Linked DNA regions of Mus musculus: regions 1, 2 and 4 are each linked to region 3. The links are chromatin contacts, called in public Hi-C and HiChIP or PLAC-seq maps. All regions are on one chromosome and are shown on one strand. Each heading gives the region's core, a stretch centred on a gene start, on an enhancer-like site or on the middle of the called end of the contact. The rest is flanking DNA. Distances are from core to core; before and after follow the strand shown. Region 1 overlaps Gm10790 (predicted gene 10790). Region 2 overlaps Adtrp (androgen dependent TFPI regulating protein). Region 3 has its middle 55 kb from the start of Edn1. Region 4 overlaps Adtrp (androgen dependent TFPI regulating protein).

Region 1 (4,989 bases), core at 314-2,813, 360 kb before region 3:
GGGCGAGAGAAGAGAAGACAGCTGGTTCAGAAAAGAGATTGAGGAGAGTAAAATAGGAGACAGTTGAGCCAGAGAAGATACTGTTAGGATACAGTTAGGAGAAGAACCAACAAAGAACCTACAAGTATGGAGAGAGAGAGAGAGAGAGAGAGAGAGAGAGAGAGAGAGACTCTAATTGGTGCCCAACACTCAACTGTCTCCCATTTTCACTCTGCTCAATCTCTTTTCAGAACCAATGTAGGTTTTGGGTCACATGACCCAGCATGCCTAATCTTTTAATAATTAAATATCTGAGCAGTTCTATGAGGCTCCTCTAAAGCTTACTAGGAAAGACTGTTGCACGTCAGGGGGCTCGTGTGATTAAAACTGCTTTTGAATGTCTTCGCATCACCCCTTTAGGGTAAGCAGAGCTTAGTAATAAGATGGACATTTCTTTCTCTTATAATAGTCTTGTATCATGTCCCACATCCCCACTATAACATTCAGAAAAGCAGACAGAAATGTTCCTTTTCTTCCCCCTGTTTGGTTGAGCAGCTTCTGTTCCCATCCCCATGGTCCTCAATGCACGGCTTGTTATCTTTCTGAAGACGTGTTGAAAAGCTGAGTTTGTGAAGCTGTCCATTGCTTAACGTGCGCCTACGTCCACTGGTGCCAAAGAGAATGAATACTTTGATTTTTTCCTTTTGGTCAAAACTTGGGATGCTACCAGTTTACCATTATACTCCCTCCTCTGTGCACCCCCCCCCCCCCCCCCCGTATAGCTTAGAATCTTGTTTGCTTGGGGAAGGAAGATCTTAGCTCAATGTTCTCCATCTTGGTGGGCATGTTCTTTTATTCCAAACACCATTGTTGAGCAGTTGGCTGTTGTTCAGATTGTAGATCTGGTTCGATTTTGAATAACATTAACTAGATGGATCAAATTTGCCATAAACAGGCAGATTATCACCCCTAGAACTCTTGTAAATGTAGAAGAGAACCAACTCCACAGAGTTGTCCCCTGTCCTCCCTCCATGGTTGTCTATCCATGCATGCATGTACATATGTGCACACATATATACACAATAATAAAAAAATACATGTCATGTTCAGTGGACCTAAAGACTATGATTTAGAGATTCTATATAGAAACATTGATCAAGTTGGTTAGGATTGCTGAAGCTTATTGGATGGTTAATAGATGATTCTTCATTGTCTATTGTTTAGAAACACAGAATGCATATTCACTCATCTACCAAGACCCCCACAGCAGAGATTCCCAGAAAAGTTAAGGCTGTAGCTATGATCAGTACAAAGAAACAATTCAGTTGACAAACTGGTAGGGAATGAAATACACTCTTTGGAAATATCAAAGAACTGCCTTTTGGAAACATTATACAAAATTATTCCTTAATTGGAAAGGGTTAATTTGGGCATGAGAAAATTTTTTTGATATCAAAGTTTAAAATTGATAAAGACCATAAAAGTACTACTACTATTATAAGTACTCTTTATTCTCCCCCAAAAAGAAGAAGCTGAGACTTAGCACTGTTGAGAAGAGGCTCTGAGAAACACAGGTGGTGAAAAGCAGAACTGAGGCTCAGTCTAGGGCTCATGACTCCCAGTCGGTTCCCCTTTCTCCTTTCCCAGTCAGTTTCTTCTAAACAGAATGTCCCCTATTTACAGATGGAAGATGTGACTGTCAAGTGGAGACATCGAGCCTTTCTGCTGCCCTCAGCATCTCCCAGCAGCCTCTCTGGTTCAAGACTTTCTTTGTCTCTAGAAGTTGCTCCAGGATCCCAGACTGTATTGCTAAGCCATGTGAGTGCTGCTTGCCTGTCTCTGTCTGCATGTGCGCTCCCAGGCAATGCTCACATGGAGATCCTCTTATTCCTGGTTGCATTCCTTGTTTGGGGACACTACCTGGCAGAGCCAAGGCTCAATAAATATTTGTCAAATCAATGATTTAAAAAACTGAAGGCGGCACTAATGGCTGAATAAACAGGAGTCCTGGGGCTCTGCCATTCACATCTTGAGGCTGGGTTAAGGCATTTCTCTGTGAAAATGTAGAAAGACTGGGGAAAGAATGGCACATGAAACTACCGTCACAGGGAAGACATCAGGGTGGAGACACAGGAGGGGGCTGCTATATACACGTGTGATGGAGAGGAGCTCTGATAGGAAATGGTACCCACCTGATACCCATCACTTCTTGCTTAGTCCAAGGCATTACTTGCTATCATCACTCCATCCAGAATTCCCTTTTTACCTTCAAACCCCAATACAAAAGCCTTATGACCACATAATCTCTCTGGGTGTTTTTTAAAAATCCCAGAGAAGCACTATGTCTTCTACCATGTTTAATTTCTCTGCACAACTAGGTGGTGTCAGACGGCATTTTCATTGCTATGGAGAAAGCTGAAATCCAGCTTCCTAAACTTGTGCTGTGGCTATCAGGCAGACAGATTTCTTCTCCAGTTCATTTAGACTAATGCTAAAATTCATGCCAATATTTTTATGCTTCTTCCAGAGGGAAAACTAAGCTTTTCTTCTGTTTGTTAAAACTAATGTTAATGTGTTCATGTATATACGCATACATGTGTATGCGTGCACACATGTGCATGAACACACACACACACACACACAATTATCTGGGCTAGTATTTTGATGTAGTCCCCATTTACTAATATGGGCATGCACCATTGCAAACCTATCTTGCCATCTAAAATGCTTCTGCATTATCTACAACTGTCAACTTAACCAAGAAGCTCTTTTGAAAATTTCCCTTAGAGGAAGAGAGAGGAGAAATGTTAGGATGGGAGAGTCGCATCAACATTCTCAAAAGAATTCCATGATGACATCAGTACCCATCCTCAACTGCAATGAAACTGTGTGTCTCTCCCAAGGAGATAAACAGGAGGGGAACATTAGAAACAGATGCTGCCTGTGGCTGCCTTTTCATAATACTCCAGTGAGTTGTTCTCTTGATCCTTCACACTGACCTACCTTCATTATCTGTGAGCAATGTCTACCCTCACCGTAATTCCATACAAACAAGCTGTTACTTCCAATGGCAAGTCCTATGGTGATTTTATCAAACCATGAAGTAAATGAAAGATGCTATAAAAGGGAAGAGGGTGGACAGAGCTGGAAACAGCTTTTTTCCTGAAGATTTCTTTTCTTTTTTCTTTTTTTATTTCAAGATTAAAATCAGAAGCCAACTTTCAAAGAATGATGGCTCTGAATTTAATTTCCTTCCCTTTGTTCTTAGTTTTAATTCCTGCCCCGCCCCCAACCGCACTTATGTACCCAGTGTTCTCCTTTCCCATCCAGTGCCAACGATTTGCACTTCTGTCGTCCCTTTCATCTGGGAACCACAAGGCCATCTGAAACTTCTCTGATCAGCTTCAGAGGAGTCCCCTCTATCAGGTGAGTCCTTTGATAGCCTTCTTTTCCGAATGCCTAGCAAGCATAGATTCCTCCATAAGAGCAATGGCTCCTGGATCTCAGGTTTAGGTGATTTCAAAGGGTGGCTGGGCTTGGGTGGATGGCTATGTTCTCATGGGGTAGCAGGTACATGACAGAAAGAGTCAACGATCACATGAGCCCGCATTGGCACCCTGGCTATACCTCAACGCTTTTGACTTGAACAGGATGCCTTGTTGGGGAAGTTCAATCAGTTATGTTCCTCAGGAAACAGGGCCTTGGGTTTGGATAAGAAGTGGGCAGCCAGGCTGGCTAGTGTCTCTGGCTTGAAAGGGTTCTGTTGCTTTAAAGGTAGGTGGTTGATATCCAGGACTCATTGAAGAACGAGGAAGGAAGGAAAGACTCAGATTATCTCATTTGATTATTTCCTTAGTAAAGCTTAGGGATAGGGTGAACAAATAAAACCCAAAAGAAAGTCTGCTCACTATAGTTCAAGTTAATTTCCAGAGGGTCCCTGATAAAATCTAAAATATGTCACAGACTCCCTGGAATGAGAAGATCTAAGACTCATGTTGTAAAGGAGATAGAGAATGATTCTGAATACCTGAAGCCAATTTTCACTTGACAGGTGTGTGACCAATGGTGTGTTGTCCCACGACGTCAGCTACCTTGACAAGTAGGACCAGTTTTAGTGACAAAACAGGCATGTGATTTATCACATGTTCAGGTTATGTGGGCATAGACCTGTGCATACTATTGGCAAATGTACAGTGGCTCAGAGCTTAAAGAATAAGTGTGAAGAAGTAGCAGATGTCGCGCTATCATAGTCCCTAAAAAAAAAAAAAAAAGAAAGAAAGAAAGAAAGAAAGAAAAAGGAAAGGAAAGGAAGGAAGGAAAGAAGGAAGGAAGGAAGGAGGGAGGGAGCGAGGGAGGGAGGGAGAGGGAGGGCTAGAGGGAGGGAGGAAGGATAGAAAGAGAAAGGAAGGAAGAAGATAGGGAGGAAGGAAGGAGGGAGGGGAAGGGAGGGAGGAAGGATAGAAAGAGAAAGGAAGGAAGAAGATAGGGAGGAAGGAAGGAGGGAGGGGAAGGGAGGGAGGAAAGAAGTAAAGAAGGAGGAAGGAAGGAAAGAAGGAAGGAGGGAAGGAGGAAGGAGGGGAGGAAGGAGGGAGGGAGGAAAGAAGTAAAGAAGGAAGAAGGAAGGAAAGAAGGAAGAAAGGAAGGAAGGAAGGAAGAAAGGAAGGAAAGAAACCAGAACCCCATTGGAGGGCAAAAATGGGTAAAAGAAAAACTCACCCCTGCCCCCTTCACCATGAAAGACTGCACCGTTTCTCTTTAAAGAGAAAATGTGTTTGTTCCAAAACTTTATCAAGACACCAGTGACTTCTGTTATCTCTCACCACATCTTGCCCATCCTTGCCAAAGATCTTTGGTTGAGGTCATGAACCACTAGCTGGGTAGAAAATAACATCTAAGGACCACGACTTCCACCATCCACTCCTGCTTTCAGATTACTGTCCCCATCCCAATCACATTGAAGCAAGAACATTCAGGGTCAGAAATGTCGTGAGAGCACAGACAGTGAGTCCC
Region 2 (4,982 bases), core at 855-3,354, 420 kb before region 3:
GAGCTAGCACAAGCAGACTAAGCCATACTCGGCTGCTAGGGTTTCCTCACTTGGTAGAACTCATTGCTCTCGGCTTACACCTGAAGCTCTACCTCTCCAAAAGCCCCAATGTCAGGGATGTCTATGCCAGCAGCTACAGCAGAGAGAGGAGAGTCTCAATAGACATCCTGTCCTAGCAAATGACAGAGAGGCAGACACCAGAGCTGTGTATGTAGAATGTGTGTACCGAGTATGAGGTGGTTGATTCTCATCAGGTCACCCACTTAAAACTTATCAAGGAGGCCTGTGTTCCACTAAGTCACTATGTCCCTCATTATTTATCCATCTCTGTCAAACACAAGATGACTCTAAGCTCCCTGTCTTCCTTCCATCTTCTCTCCTTTTCTGCTTACGCCATGGTGATAGCTTATGGCCATGCTGTTAGCTTCTGTTTGTGTTTCTACTTAACAAATGTGAGAATGAACAGCATAAGGTCCTTAGCTCTGGGTCACAGTGTAACCAATAAACAAAGGAACCTTACAGCGGACACAGCCACCAGAGCACACTCCCTCTCCCTGGGGCCACCTCTCTGTCTTGTCGGGAGTGACTTTCTTGTCCCCCCCACCCCCACCACCCTTTCTCTTCTTAGTTAGCAGCTCTCTGTCAGCCACCAACCCTCTGGCAGCTTCCATGGCTTCTTTTGGGACTTCCTGGGGGCAGTGTCAGGAGGAAAAAGGCACAAAGCTCTGAAAGCTGACTTGTAATAAGACAGGTTTTGCCATTCAACTGGGACACAGACATGCACTCAGCCAATTAGAAATTAAGGATGTCTGAGAGGAATGGTACATCAGACTCAGAAAGATAAAAGTCACACATTTTCCTTCCTATGTAAGTTCTAGATGGTACTGTTTCTATGCGTGGGCTGCAGCCTCTAGGTCATGAAACTAGAAAGGGGAGGAAAGAAGTCATGGGGAGAAAGAAATAAAAAGTCAAATGATGCATGTAACATGCAAGAAGGTTGGGGACTACTGGGGACAGAGGAAGGATGTGTGGGTGGGGATCAATAAAATCAAAATCTGTATGAAAATTCCATGATGTCCATTTTGGTTTGTATGCTAATATGAAAGGACACATAGAAGGCTAACATGACTAGTAGGGCATATTACAAAAGCGTTAAAAGTTGTGTTTGATTGAAAATATAAATAAAAAGAGGAGAGATGTGCTATGTCGATGGATTCCAGAGATGGTTCAGTGTTTAAAGAGAATTTTCTGCTCTTACTGGGGTTTAGTTCCCAGAACCTACCAGATGGTATCAAACTGCCTATAGTCCCAGCACTAAAAGATCTGACACCCTCTTCTAGTCTCCACAGAACCTGCACACACATGGCACACAGACAAATATGTAGGCAAAACTAATGTAAAAGTTAGGCCAAAACTAACATATAACATACAATATAATAAAATTTACAATTCTTGCTAACATGAGTTGGATACTGACGTCACTAGTAATAATAAACATGAATGTTAAAGTTAGGAGATCTATAGCCTGATCATTCTATTAATGGAAATTTTAAATTTTAATGAAAATATAAATCAGTTAAGAACGAATAGCTATAGGTGAACATGCAAGATCTCACGATGTAGAGATTTTGAGGCTCAACTATATTAGTCAAGCTATTTGAAAACTATCCTTGGATGGGTTCCCTAAAATATACTAAACCTATCTTTGTCAGATGGGGGATATTCTATGAAGTCAAACTTTCAAGAGCATAGAAAGGAAATCACTACAGGTAAGGTCTCGGGATTGGTCTCCTTAGCGTGCTGGGGCCATGCTGGGGCCGGAAGCAGCCAGAGGAGGAGTTATTCATCTTAGCCACGCCCACAGCAGACATGTGAGCAGACGTCTAGTCTCTGAACACAGAGGAGAACTGTTAAAGTGGGTCGCGCTGCTAAGAGCGTGGGAGGCAGAACTGGTTTTGAGCTAGTGAGAGTTCAAATGCTTTTTACATTTACGGAAAGGGGAGGGAAAGGACAGAAAACTGCGCCATACACTGGACTCCAGGTGGTCTATGGAAGGCAATGAGGAAGCAAAGTGTTGAACAGAGGCGAATAGGCCTTAGGGGATATGGGCAGAGAAATGAGGAAGGAAACTGCAGATAAAACTTGAGACAGACTTCTTTCTCAGAGACAGTAGTAGCTTTCCTGGGAAAAAAGGGACCTGAGGGGGTATTTTGTTTTGTTTTTTGTTTGTTGGTCAGATTTGTTGTATTTGTTTCATATATATAAAAAGAGGCCACAATGTTTAAAGGAATTAAGAAAAGGAAAAAAAAAAAAAAGGACTCTGGAAGATTAACCTGGAATCTGAGTATTGGAAGGGTGGACACTTCCTGTAGGAAAGGACAGGGCAGAGCTAAGGTGGCAGTCCTCGGGTGCAAAGTAATCAGAGTTCAGAAGGAGCCGGCGGGAAATTTGGGGAGGGAGAGGTGGGTCCAACAGAAGTAACAACCAATGGGATTTTTGATTTGGTGGCTAATTCACCAGAAAGGCAGGAAATGGGATTAAACTAGAATATCATCTGAGCCCAGTGAGATGCTCAGGTTGGTAGAAGATTACTGCTCAGCCCGACTTCCTGACTTCAAGCCTCAGGACCCAATAGTGGAAGGAGAGAGCTGACTCCAGAGAGCTGTCCCTTGACCTCGACCCCATGCATTGAGGTGCACATGACCCCCCCCCAAACACACACATACATGCACACAAAATAAATAAAGGTGCTATATATATATATATATGTATATATATACATATTATACATATATATACATATTATACATATATATATGTATAATATATATATATATATATATTTTTTTTAAACACCAAACTAGAACATGCCAGCAGACAAAAAATTAGAGAAAATGCCATTGGAAGCCAGAAGAGGTCAGGGGGGTGGCTTATAGAGCTGTGTGACAAGTCTGTCCTGCTCCATAGTTATGTGTGATAGAATGCCCATACAGGAGTCTGCCTTTGATTAGTACATAAAAGCTGCCTTCAGTTTACCCAACAGAGTTACGTATAGTGCTCTTAGAATTCTACAAAATCAGTCTTTGTTTTCTTTTCTAATGATTCACCTTTTTCCCTCATGACATCTCAAGACTGAAACCAACAGCCACCTTGACACTTTTTAGCACAAGGGAGTAAGGTCCAGAGCTTAAGATATTCAGGCTAATATCCAGAGGGGAACACAAGGCCAGAGGGAAGGGGACAGGGCCTCAAGGGGCTCTTCAACCTGAACTCAACATCCCCCACCCCGACAACATAGCATCACCCCACCACCGTGCTTCTGCTCCAGCCACAAGATGAGGATTTCAATTTTGAAGATTCAGAGGGATTCGCATATTCTGATCCCGGTGTCTGAGAGATCATAGAGCAGTAGGTACAGCAGTTAAGGATGCTGCTGCTGCTTCTTCTTCATAGGACTCAGGGTCAGTTCCCAGCACCCACAGGACAGCTCACCTATAACTCTAGTATCAGGAGATCTCATGCCCCCTTCTGGCCTCTAAGGCACCAGTCAGACATATGTAGTACACATTGCATGCACAAAAGGCGATACGAGAAAAACTCTCATGCCCTTAAAGTAAAACTAAAATGAAATCTTGAAAACAGAAAAAAAAAACAAAAACTTTTTTTTTGCAGCTTGAAACCAGATAATTTTATAACTGTATTTATTTTATTTTGTTTTTAATTTATTTATATTTATAATTTATTTGCTTATTTGTGTGTTTGCTTATTTTGGTTTTTTGAGAAAGGGTTTCTATGTATCCCTCTTCCTGTCCTGGAACTCACTCTGTAGACCAGGCTGGCCTCAAACTCAAAAGACCTGCTTGCCTCTGCCTCTGCAGGAGTTGAAGGCCTGCCCTGCCACCACCCAGCAGAACTGTGTTTTAACTTTGGTTTGGTTATAATAGTTGAAGCTGTGTATTGGCTGTTGGCTCGGGTGATCTCTCCTTTCAGATGGATCTTGAGCCTATAAAAAAATGTAGTGGGAGAGGAAGGTGGCAAAATGTGTTTGCTTTTCTTGGCTAAATCTGTGAGTCGGTGCGTGCTGTCAAATGACATTACTCCTTCATTGGAAGTCACACTTCCTACTCAACATGTGACACCGCCTTCTTTTCACAGACTTTCCCAAGCAAGGTTCAAAAAAAAAAAATCTCTCCTGTGTTTTGTATTCAAGTCTATAGTCCCCAAGTTGGGCTCGGAAAGTCTTTGTAAAAGAGCACTTAACAGTTAGACACCCCAGTAGCTACAGAACTTTTCCAAACTTAGTTCCTTAGAACAAACTACTGATTAGCAGGGGAAGCCCCAAAACTCACCAACCATGACGAAGGAAGACCTATAGGGAGTTTGTGCTTAGTAAGTGGTTCGTGGAAAAACTCTCACGTTACTGATAAGAGGTTGGTTCCAGACGTGGATAAACCGACTTACCAGATTAAGGAGTGTCAAGTACTTGGATCGCCCACCGTCATGGAATTCCCTTAGCTTCTCCTCATTCCTTCCAATCTGTGGGATGTGATAATTGAGGAAAATGTACCAGTTCAGAACAAGGAAGTGGTACACGCAAGTGGTTGTTTTCGTCATGGCTTCCCTGGATCGGAGCGACAGTGGCACCCGCTCTGCGTTCACTCTGAGTCCTGGGTGTCCCAGCTGCCCTCTGTTCAGGCTGGAAAGCTGTAGAAACAAAGCCCTCTGGGCATGAGCATTTCAACACAGGCTGGACTTTGCATCTCGCTCTTAGGCACCTTTCCTTATAAGTGTGGGAGGGAATCTCTGCGATAGGTAACCTGACAGTTTGCACCCATTTCAAAACAGGGCTCCAGGAAAGCCATGAAGTTGCACTTTGAACAGAGGGCATAGGTTGCTAAATAACCTGTTACAAATGCCATCTCGGTAAAAGGTCACGCCTCTGCTCTTTTCATTTGACTGAAAGATCAGAAGTATCCACAGTG
Region 3 (4,907 bases), core at 573-3,072:
GAATCCAGAGTAAGATGATGGGTTTTCTGCTTTCTTGCTCTCTGCCTATGACCTTGAGGTTTGATCTAGAGCTTGGTGCTTTCTGTAGGTTGGCTGGCTAGCAAGCTCCAGGGATGTGGGTGCTAGGGCTCTTAACTTGGGGTGTTTTGCATATGTTACAAGCCACATTCTCAGAAATTCAGAGGTATTTTTTAAATACATATTTGATGTATATCTGGCTGCATCTGGAGATGTGGAAACCACGCCCACAGGAAGTTGACTCCCTACAGGGCTTCACACCCATGGGCAATTGGCCAATGGTGGTATGATGCCAGTTCAGGGAGACCCAGTATATGAGTGTGTGGAAAATGAAGGAGGGTGGGAACATGCTTTGCATGCAGAGCCCCCATGACCCTGGCTCATGCTTGTGGCTGGAGGTATCAAAGGGGAAATGGGCTATTTCCTACTTCGGGATCAATGTCACAAGGTCACCCTCATTTTGCTCATCTCTGTATTCTTTGAATGATTGCTCACTGGGGGACTGAAGGGACACTGTACCACTGTAGATTTGATACAAGATTTACATAAACACCATTGAAAAGGGAACTGTGTCTTGCCGTGCCTCTGACCCTCTTCCTATCCTGGAAGCTCATTTTATGGCTTGTGCTTCGAGGTGATTAGTCACAGGGCTAAGGATTCCACACAGATGTTCGGATCATGGTTTGGAAGCTGGGCTTAGTGACACGGAATGCACTCTCTGTGTGCTGCACCCTGGTTGCAGTTGGAAAAGCCTCCTGATATCAAACTTTAGAATAAAGCACCACCTTGTGGTCTAAAGCATTTATTAAAGTGGAAGAATTGAAGACCTGAACCTGGAAATGCTCCCTCAGCTGGTGGTAAGGAAGCCAGGATCCAAAAACAGAATCTCAGACTAAGCAGAAGCCCCCATGGGAACTTTCTATTGCTGCGGGAGACTTTTAGATCAGCTGATGGTGGCAAGCCTTTTTGTGGAGTGAGTCCCAGGTTTGGGTCATTAATTTACTTCACTCATCACACATCACGATCATTTAATCCTTTCAAAACCACAGCAAAATGGGCCCAATAACATCAATTTATAAGGGAAGAAACTGAGGCTGAGGTCACCAAATGATCCAATCACATATAAGCAGGGGGAAGGACTCGAAGGCAGGTGTCTCCAAATGACGACTCAGCTGACCCCAAGGTCAGCAGATAAGACCAAGATTAGAGACCATTCCTGGCTTCCCCCTAACCTGGGCTGCTAGAATCCTCGTTGGCACTTTCTGATAGGACTTGAAGTTGCCTGCTCTTCAACATTGCATTGACCAAGAAGGTTCCAGACTTACAGAGGGGCAATTCACTGGTACCCCACCACTTTTTGAGACAGTCTGAAGAGAGGAGAAAGTTCTTGTTTGGGGAGATGTGCAAGAGTACATGGGGCCATCATCATCTCATACGCAAACAAAACCAAAAAGTATTATTTGACAAATATTCACTGGGAGAGTTAGAGTGTTTATTCTAAGCAAGATAGATTCTTTAACAGGTAGTTATTTTATTTTATTATGTAGGCTGCTTAGGAAGAAGACTGGATATATCTGTCTGACTAACATGTAAGGTAAGCCATAGCAATCTGAGTCAATCCAAGGGACAGCTTGTACATTATATATCTTGTGACATTGCTCATATCCTTGGCTATGTCACTTTGCCAGTGGGATACCATTATGTCACTTGAGGGCCAGGAAACCCACGACAAGGATGGTGACACTGACACAGGGCCCATCGAAACGGATGGAAAGAGTGAGTCTCAGCTGTCTCAGTTCTAGTCCGTTCCACGCAGACTTCCTTTCTGTTCGCAACGGAGTCTGCTGCTAATTTTAGTAAGGAGATCACTTGCCTACAGTCAGTCTCATTTGATAACATTTCTAGGAACAATGGTTTGCAGGACTTGGAATCTACTTTTTCCAGAGGAGGCTAATTCACGGAGTTTAAGGAGGGATGAAGCTATATGGTAGGAAGTCCCCTGCCAGAGACCAAAAAAGAAAGTGAAAAGCTTTTCTAAAGTACATGAGAAGAGGAAGCATCTCGCATCACGTGGATTGCCTTCCTTTGGAAGAAAGGCTAGTATGTGAGAACTTTGGCCTAGTGTTTTTTTCAAAGCTGCTCTTGCCTTCTTTAATTCCTGTGCTTTTCTTTCCGGTCTCTTAGTTTAGTTTTCAAGTTTTTTCCTATTATTTTTTGTTATTATTATTTGTGTGTGGGCAGGGGATACACATGTGTGTGCATAGATTTGTGTGTGTGTCTGCAGGTGTCCTTGCCTGTGCATGTGTGTGGAGGCCACAGGTCAACAGCAGGTGTCTTCTGCACTCACTCACTCTCCACCTTTTGTTAGTTAGTTTTTGAGACAGGAGCTTGCTGGAACAGCTAGACTAGGAGTCAAAAAGGCCCCTCAGATCTGCCTGGCTTTCTAATCCCTCGCAGACAGGCCTGGGGTTACAGATACACATAGCTGTGCTTGGTTGTTTCCATGGGTTCGGGGGCTCTGAACTCAGGCAACAATCCCACCGAGTCATCTCCACATCCACAAGCAGGCTTTATCATTTTCGAAAGCAGGATTTCATAAAAATAATATTGTGTAAGTCTTTGTGAATATATTCTGCCTTTGGGGGTGACAGAAATGTTTCTTGACAAGTTTCTCACTGAATGGTAGAGAAGTACCCCTCATTCATTCTAGGGCCATAAAACTTATTTCTGAGCTTTAAACAGAAAGAAGGAAACTTCTCCTTCTGGGGATTGTGTGTGTGTGTGTGTGTGAGATAAATAGCATAATCGATTTTAATGCACACTTTATGATTCCAGTTAATGAGTATTTGCATGCCAGCTCCTAATTTAATAAACTAGATTTGCCTTTCTCAAAGTATGGCTTTTTATATAAATTTGCTTTCTCCAAAATGTTAGATAAGGAGGTTGGACTTGGGGTAGGAGCAGGTTCCAAAACCAGTAGCTCCTGCTGTGGGTGAACCCGGGAAGCTTCCTAAGTATGGTTCTTGGCTCAAAATAGAATGCTCCATTCTTAGATTATAAAGAGCTTTTCAGGTAGGTGACAGTTCTGAAAACGTGATAACAATGTAAATCATCTACCATTGTGGGAAAGCGAGGCAGAAACTTTAAAAAGTCAGTCACATCACACCCCCACTCAAGAACATACTAAACAGATGCACATGTGTGGCTTATTTGGTTGCTGAGATCAATTTCTCTACTCTTCTGTAGTTTAGGATCCCCTTTCTAGGAAATGGTGTCACCCACGGTGGGCTTGCTCTTCCTATTTAAGAGCACTCCCCACAGACATGTCTATAGCCCAATCCATTAGAAACAATCTTCATTGAGATGCTCTTCCCAAGTTAATTCTAGGTTGTGTCAAACTGACAATTGACTCTAAATTTTTTTTTTACAAAATTATAAACAAATTTTATAACTAGATTCTTGCACAAAAAAATCACATAGCTATGAGTTAGAACTTATGGGTGATATTCAGCCAAGAGACCTTTTTTTGTGTGAATGTGACTTTCTATGGAATAAAAGAACGGACCTCACAAGTATTTTCTCGTAACATCTATTAAGTGACTGAGTCTTTCAGAGTAGGGACATCTGATAGTTTTCTGACAGTGTGAGTCTCTGTCTTTGTGTATAGATAGTATTACACTGTGCAATCAGAACTCTGAAGAATTCTTCTTCAGCTTTTTATACAGTTTCTACTTCTATGTCTTCCTTTAGGTTTTACATAAAATCTCTACTTCACAAAGTGACTTAAAGCTTAATATTTCTCAGTTTCTCAAAGACTGATATAATGAAAATAAGTTCTTGGCCCCTGAAAAACATCAAAATGCTGTGGGAAACTGTGACAATCAGCTTTAATTATCAAGTTGACAAATGTAGAATCACCTAAAAAAAAGTGTCCCAATGAAGGATTGTTTACATTGGGTGGGCCTATGGACATGTCTGTGGGGGATGCTCTGAATTAACTTAATTGGTATAGGAAGAACCAGCCCACCATGGGTGACACCATTCTCTACACAGGGCATCCTGAACTACTCAGGAGTAGAGAAACTAAGCTGAGCATAACGAAACAAGCAAGCACGTACACATTCATTCAGTTTGCTCTTGAGTGTGGGTAGGATACGATGAGCTGTTTGACGTTCTTCCTTGATTTCCCCACATGATAGAAATAAATCCCCTTCCCCTTAGGTTGCTTTTGTTAGTATTTTCCACTTTCTCTTCTCTTCTCTTCTCTTCTCTTCTCTTCTCTTCTCTTCTCTTCTCTTCTCTTCTCTTCTCTTCTCTTCTCTTCTCTTCCCTTCCCTTCCCTTCCCTTCCCTTCCCTTCCCTTCCCTTCCCTTCCCTTCCCTTCCCTTCCCTTCCCTTCCCTTCCCTTCCCTTCCCTTCCCTTCCCTTCCCTTCCCTTCCCTTCCCTTCCCTTCCCTCCCCTCCCCTCCCCTCCCCTCCCCTCCCCTCCCCTCCTCTCTTCTCTTCTCTTCTCTTCTCTTCTCTTCTCTTCTCTTCTCTTCTCTTCTTTCTCTTCTCTTCTCTTCTTTTCTTTTCTTGTTTATCACAGCAACAGAAATGAAACTAGAACAGAAACCAAGTCATATGTACAACTGTTTCTTCTTTACTGGACTTTCAAGGATGGAAATTTCAGCTGGAAGGGGTGTTGTAACCTACTGGAATAGTACATCTGTTCCATAACAAGATCAGTCCATGTCAAGGCCCTCTATTTTACAGAGGAAGTGGAAGCTTCCCACTTAGCTCCCACTCAAGTAGAGGTAGTAGTCAGACCCATGGGAAAGTAAGTGTCACAGACTCAATGACTTCTGGAGAAGTGCAATAGAGACACAATAATCACTTCTGAGACCAGT
Region 4 (4,821 bases), core at 614-3,113, 440 kb before region 3:
GGGTTAATAGCTGTGCTTCTCTGTGCTGGGGCTTCCTAAACATTTGCAGCAGCTTGGGGCTCTTCCCCACCATGTGTCCACAGGAGTGTCCATCTACTGCCTTTACCTGTCCATCTACTGCCTTTACAAACGCCCCCCCCTCCCCCTCTCTCTGGAGTCACAGGAGAAATTGTATCTCCAGCACTGTTTTTCTGCTCACAATGTAAACACAGTGGCTGTGCTTTCAATATGGCCCCCTCTTGCCAAAATTCCCGCTGAAACTTTGTTGCAGTGTTGGGGCCTTTGAGAAGGATTTGAGCCTTTCTGAAGGAACTGGACTGGATCTTTCAAGAGGACATTAGTCTGCCCTTTGTAACAATGGAATCATCACACATTTATACAAAGGGGTCTCCTTCCCTGCCCCCTTCCATATGCTGGGTTGACAAGTTCTCATGCAGATCTAGCATCTGATGCCACCCGCATACTACAGTGTGAAGCCTTCACCAGGTACAGCCACTTCATCTTGAGCTTCCCCGTCACTAAGACTGTTGAGCTGAATAAATCCCTTTTCTTTATAAATTGTTTCATCTCCAGTATTCGGTCATAACACGGGCAAATGGACTAGGATGCTAATCAAGAGTTGAAAATGGCCAGAAAACGTTTTTAGAATTTCATGCTACAACGGACTGGAATCAGAGGTGATGTGAAATGGTTGTCCCTGAGCTTATGACTCAAAGATACTTCATATCCTTCAATAGGTGACACATTAAAAATGCATAGCGGCAGAGGGGTGACTGGAGAGATGACTTGGTGGAGAAGTTACTACTGCTAGAGAGTGAGGACCTGCGCTTGAGTCTCCAGAACACTTGTACAAGCTTGGCAGGGGTAGAGCACATCTGTGATCCTAGCATTTTCAGGAGAAGATGGGAGGCAGAGGGAGGAGAACCCTATCTTCAGCACCAACAAGCTGAACAGGAGCCTATAGACGATGCTGAGAACTGATACCGAAGATTTCTGAGCTTTGCAGGTAGATCACAGCACATGTATCCACAGAATTCACAGCAACACACACAGAGAGAAACAGAGAGAGACAGGGAGAAAAGAGACGCGCGCGCGCGCGCACACACACACACACACACACACACACAGACACAGACAGAGAGAGAGAGAACACACAGAGAGAGAACACAGAGAGAGAGAGAACACAGAGAGAGAGAACACACACACAGAGAGAGAGAGAACACACAGAGAGAGAACACAGAGAGAGAGAGAACACAGAGAGAACATACACACAGAGAGAGAGAGAACACAGAGAGAGAAAACACACACACACACAGAGAGAACACAGAGAGAGAAAACACACACACACACACACACACACACACACACAGAGAGAGAGAGAGAGAGAGAGAGAGAGAGAGAGAAAGAAAACAATACCCCTGATGGAACTGGTCAAAGCACACTGAGGATTTATTTCTTGCACTTGTATGCAAATCTGTAAGTATCTGAAAATAGCTTAACTGAGAGCCAGAGAAGGAATAAAGGAAAACCGTGCACACAGTAGGTGTTACATGTTTGCACATAAAGATTGTGCAGGGCAGGGAAACAAGCCCTTCTGTCTAGTAATTGATGTGCCTGGAGGAAAAACTGTATTAAGGATAAAGATGTCGGAGAAAATGTATTTTTACAGTTTCAGGGTCACGAGCTGGACCTAGCTTGTCACAGTTCAGCTTCGGCTTCCTTCCTCTTCTGTTCCCCTGCAAGGTGTTCAGCACGGAGAGTTGGAAGCATTTTAGTTCTGATTCTACGCCCACATTTGTGTCTTTGGGGAGCAGCAGGGCGAGGCATGATGAATCATTACTACTTGGTAGTGGCAAGCAGCTGTGAGGTCACCAGCTGAATATAAGCAAGTGGTCACAAGCGTCATGTTTGTGTAAGAATAGAGTCAAGACTGCTATTTTAAGAATGTCATACAAATAGATTTTTAATCTCTTGTTCTTTTCCCTGGATTTAACATGAGATAAAAATAATGTAGTGTCTCTTCCCGGAATTCCCACTAGGAAAGAGATTTGTGGGTTTCTGAGTTGTCTACCTGGTCTGGTGAGATTTCCCTACTGCAGCTAACTGCCTATGCTAACAAGAGCTCCTAAGTAACCCCATTTAATTTTTTAAAAATCTAATTACTGATACTCATGGACACAAAAAACTCTAAGCTCAAAACCGGTTATCCATCTCCTTTGACTACAAGATAGCCAACCAATGATCAACACCAAGAATACGAGTTCTTAGCATTAAAGCTGTTCAGCACTTACTACCTATGTCTCTCAGCCCCAACTCCAACTTCAAGCATTCCACGTTCTAGAATAGAGATCTACTGAGCAATGCCAGCCTCCCACTCCTTTATTTGATCCCCCTGTTCCTGCCAGATCAAATAGTATCCACTTGGTGTTTTTCTTGGGGTCTCAGGACGCTGTTAAATCAATCTGATCAGTGCCCTTTTAGAAGAGAAGGTTCAGAGGCACCTGCGCACAGGGGAGGTAAAGTAGGATGGATGAGGCCACCTCTTAAGACACTAGTGGGATGCTATGAAAGGTTTCTATTGTTAACAAACCACAGTTCCCTCTAGTGAGCAGGGGCTGGTGGGGGGGGTGGGGGGAGAAGGAAAGAAGGCAAGTAGAAGCTTCTGGAAAAAGCAAAAAGAAAAATTAGGAAGTGACATTATCAACATGTGAGATTGTGGTTCTCAAGATCCAACTTTCTCCTTCCCAGGCCAGGTTCCTTTTCTCTGTCACCACTGTCTCACCTGTGTCATGGCGTCATTGCCAAATTACATAGTACCTTATCTTCTTTACATGGGTGGTCCATGAGGGTTTAAAGACAGTACTGGACCACAGTTTGCTAGCCGCAAGCTTCAATAACATCGCTACCTTTGTCTAGCTGAATGGACAGAATCCCTTATTGTCTTCAGGGTTTAGGAGCTCTGCAAACGGGAGAAAGTATATACAGTAAGAGTGTTGCCATCATAAACCATAGCAACAGAATGATGCCCCTCCCCCCATCAAGATGTCTATACCCCACTTCCTGGAAGCCTTCCTTGGGAGGACTACTTCACATGGTCAAAGGTCTTTGGTGATTGTTAAGAGTCAGATATTTATTATTTGAATGTGCCCCTCAAGGTTTCGTATGGTGGACATTTGGTCCCACGGATGTAGGGGTGGGAAGTGGAGGGACTTTTAAGAGGTGGGGCCTAGAAGGCAGAGGTTCCTGTGTTATTGGCAGTTCTGCCTTTGGGAGAATTAAGGTAGATCTCTCCAGAGCAAGTGGCTATAAAAGCCTAGGCTGACTGCTGACTCTCTCTGTAGCTTCCGGTGGATGATGTCATCTCCTTCTGCACACACATTCATCGTGTTCCATGAAGCTTCACCCAGAGTCTCTGCTATGCTGTTTGGATGTCCAGTCTCCCAAACTGTGTGTTAAACAAACCTCTTCTTAAAAAAGCAGCTCACCTCAGGGATTCTTCAGTCCCTCCTTACATTGAAAAATCAAATGTCTTGTTCATCATTTCGTTTATGATCTAAAAGGTATGGAGTTGCTAAGCATGATGTCTGTATTTATTCCTTCTTTCTTTCTTTCTTTCTTTCTTTCTTTCTTTCTTTCTTTCTTTCTTCCTTTCTTTTTTTTTTTTATTTATTTTTTTTTTTTTTTTGGTTTTTCAAGACAGGATTTCTCTGTGTAGCCCTGGCTGTCCTGGAACTCACTTTGGAGACCAGGCTGGCCTCGAACTCAAAAATCCACCTGCCTCTGCCTCCAAAGTGCTGGGATTAAAGGTGTGCGCCACCACGCCTGGCTACAAAGTCTGTATCCCAGCACTCGGGAGGCAGAGGCAGGCAGATTTCTGAGTTCGAGGCCAGCCTGGTCTCCAAAGTGAGTTCCAGGACAGCCAGGACTATACAGAGAAACCCTGTCTCAAAAAACCGAAATAAATAAATAAATAAATATTCATCAGCTTTACTTCATGCTTCTCATGCTATCCCATGAAGACAAAAAAAAAGTGCTAAGCACACAAATTTGATTTTTAAAAAAATGAATAGCATAGCTATTGATTTTTGTCTTTTGTTTTGAGCTACAACATATTGCCTATGAACGAGGAACCTATGTATAGTTATATTGGCTATTCTTATCCTGAGAACAACATTCACTGGAATGTGAAAGGTCTGAGGCCTTCTTAAATAGTGCATTAATTTAATGGATATTTGTGTTAGCCCTGAGAAATGGCTTGAAGACTCACTCATATTCATAGGAGATGTCCCTAAAAGTTTGAAAACACAGAGACATGGAGACATGTCTAGGCTGTGAGTTACTGTGTGGGAAGAGTGCAGGTGGAGGATGAGGAATCAGGAGGGAGACACAGGGGTTACAAGGCCTGGAAACCAAGGTCAGCCATCAGTGGCTGACATGTCCAGGATGGATCTAGTTTATTCCTTAGGATTCACACACTGACACTGAGCCCAAACAACTCCGACAGAGCTAATGGGTGGGAGAGAGAAATCCGAGACAATGCCTGTAGGTTATCCAGCTGTACTTCCGGTTCCCAGGACATATTTGTCAGGTAAGAATCATATGCTAATACCAGAGCATGTTACCATGTAAGCCAGTGTTATGTGTTAATATTTACTGCTCTTCTCTCTCTCTCTCTCTCTCTCTCTCTCTCTACAGGCTCAATCAGGCTTCAAAATCACTGGGTGCGAAAACTCTTGTCAAATGTTACTCGCACCATCTGTGTTACCTAACTTCCTTCACTATAACAAACTATAGGAGAGACACAATTTGGAAGATGAAGGG

What was found. Hi-C and Micro-C count contacts between places; a contact is called where the count stands out from the background. HiChIP or PLAC-seq counts read pairs in DNA pulled down with a chosen protein or histone mark.
Region 1: a contact with region 3 is called in an H3K27ac HiChIP or PLAC-seq map of microglia, with 4 times the contacts expected there. The contact joins two enhancer-like sites. A contact is called at or near these places in 1 of 484 Hi-C or Micro-C datasets (Sertoli cells) and 1 of 115 datasets of contacts at active chromatin or transcription factors (microglia).
Region 2: an H3K4me3 HiChIP or PLAC-seq map of bone marrow-derived macrophages shows a contact between it and region 3, with 4 times the contacts expected there. The contact joins two enhancer-like sites. A contact is called at or near these places in 2 of 484 Hi-C or Micro-C datasets (forebrain and nephron progenitors) and 2 of 115 datasets of contacts at active chromatin or transcription factors (bone marrow-derived macrophages and microglia).
Region 4: a contact with region 3 is called in a Hi-C map of bone marrow-derived macrophages, with 1.9 times the contacts expected there. The contact joins two enhancer-like sites. A contact is called at or near these places in 3 of 39 promoter capture datasets (the HPC-7 cell line, cranial neural crest and pre-B cells), 3 of 484 Hi-C or Micro-C datasets (bone marrow-derived macrophages, olfactory sensory neurons and uterus), 3 of 115 datasets of contacts at active chromatin or transcription factors (astrocytes, bone marrow-derived macrophages and microglia) and 2 of 9 other capture datasets (bone marrow-derived macrophages and embryonic stem cells).

What each region holds. Positions count from the first base shown.
Region 1 is chr13:41,882,233-41,887,221 of GRCm38.p6, forward strand. Gm10790 (predicted gene 10790) reads left to right here. Exons shown (of 7, transcript NR_033545.1): 2 at 1,663-1,797; 3 at 3,310-3,405. Among named protein-coding and RNA genes, the nearest start is that of Gm22157, 17 kb to the right of the region's middle. Within about 2 kb of position 1,564, at least 50 of the 459 cell types and tissues checked have an H3K27ac peak or open chromatin away from gene starts, as enhancers often do. A contact at or near this core is called in microglia, where this site is marked.
Region 2 is chr13:41,823,682-41,828,663 of GRCm38.p6, forward strand. It overlaps Adtrp (androgen dependent TFPI regulating protein), which reads right to left. Exons shown (of 7, transcript NM_001145875.1): 2 at 4,462-4,704. The coding sequence starts at 4,614. Among named protein-coding and RNA genes, the nearest start is that of Adtrp, 21 kb to the right of the region's middle. Within about 2 kb of position 2,105, at least 52 of the 459 cell types and tissues checked have an H3K27ac peak or open chromatin away from gene starts, as enhancers often do. A contact at or near this core is called in bone marrow-derived macrophages and microglia, where this site is marked.
Region 3 is chr13:42,244,134-42,249,040 of GRCm38.p6, forward strand. No RefSeq gene overlaps it. Among named protein-coding and RNA genes, the nearest start is that of Edn1, 55 kb to the right of the region's middle. Within about 2 kb of position 1,823, at least 78 of the 459 cell types and tissues checked have an H3K27ac peak or open chromatin away from gene starts, as enhancers often do. A contact at or near this core is called in bone marrow-derived macrophages and microglia, where this site is marked.
Region 4 is chr13:41,802,293-41,807,113 of GRCm38.p6, forward strand. The region is part of intron 4 of Adtrp (androgen dependent TFPI regulating protein); the gene reads right to left. Among named protein-coding and RNA genes, the nearest start is that of Adtrp, 43 kb to the right of the region's middle. Within about 2 kb of position 1,864, at least 56 of the 459 cell types and tissues checked have an H3K27ac peak or open chromatin away from gene starts, as enhancers often do. A contact at or near this core is called in bone marrow-derived macrophages and microglia, where this site is marked.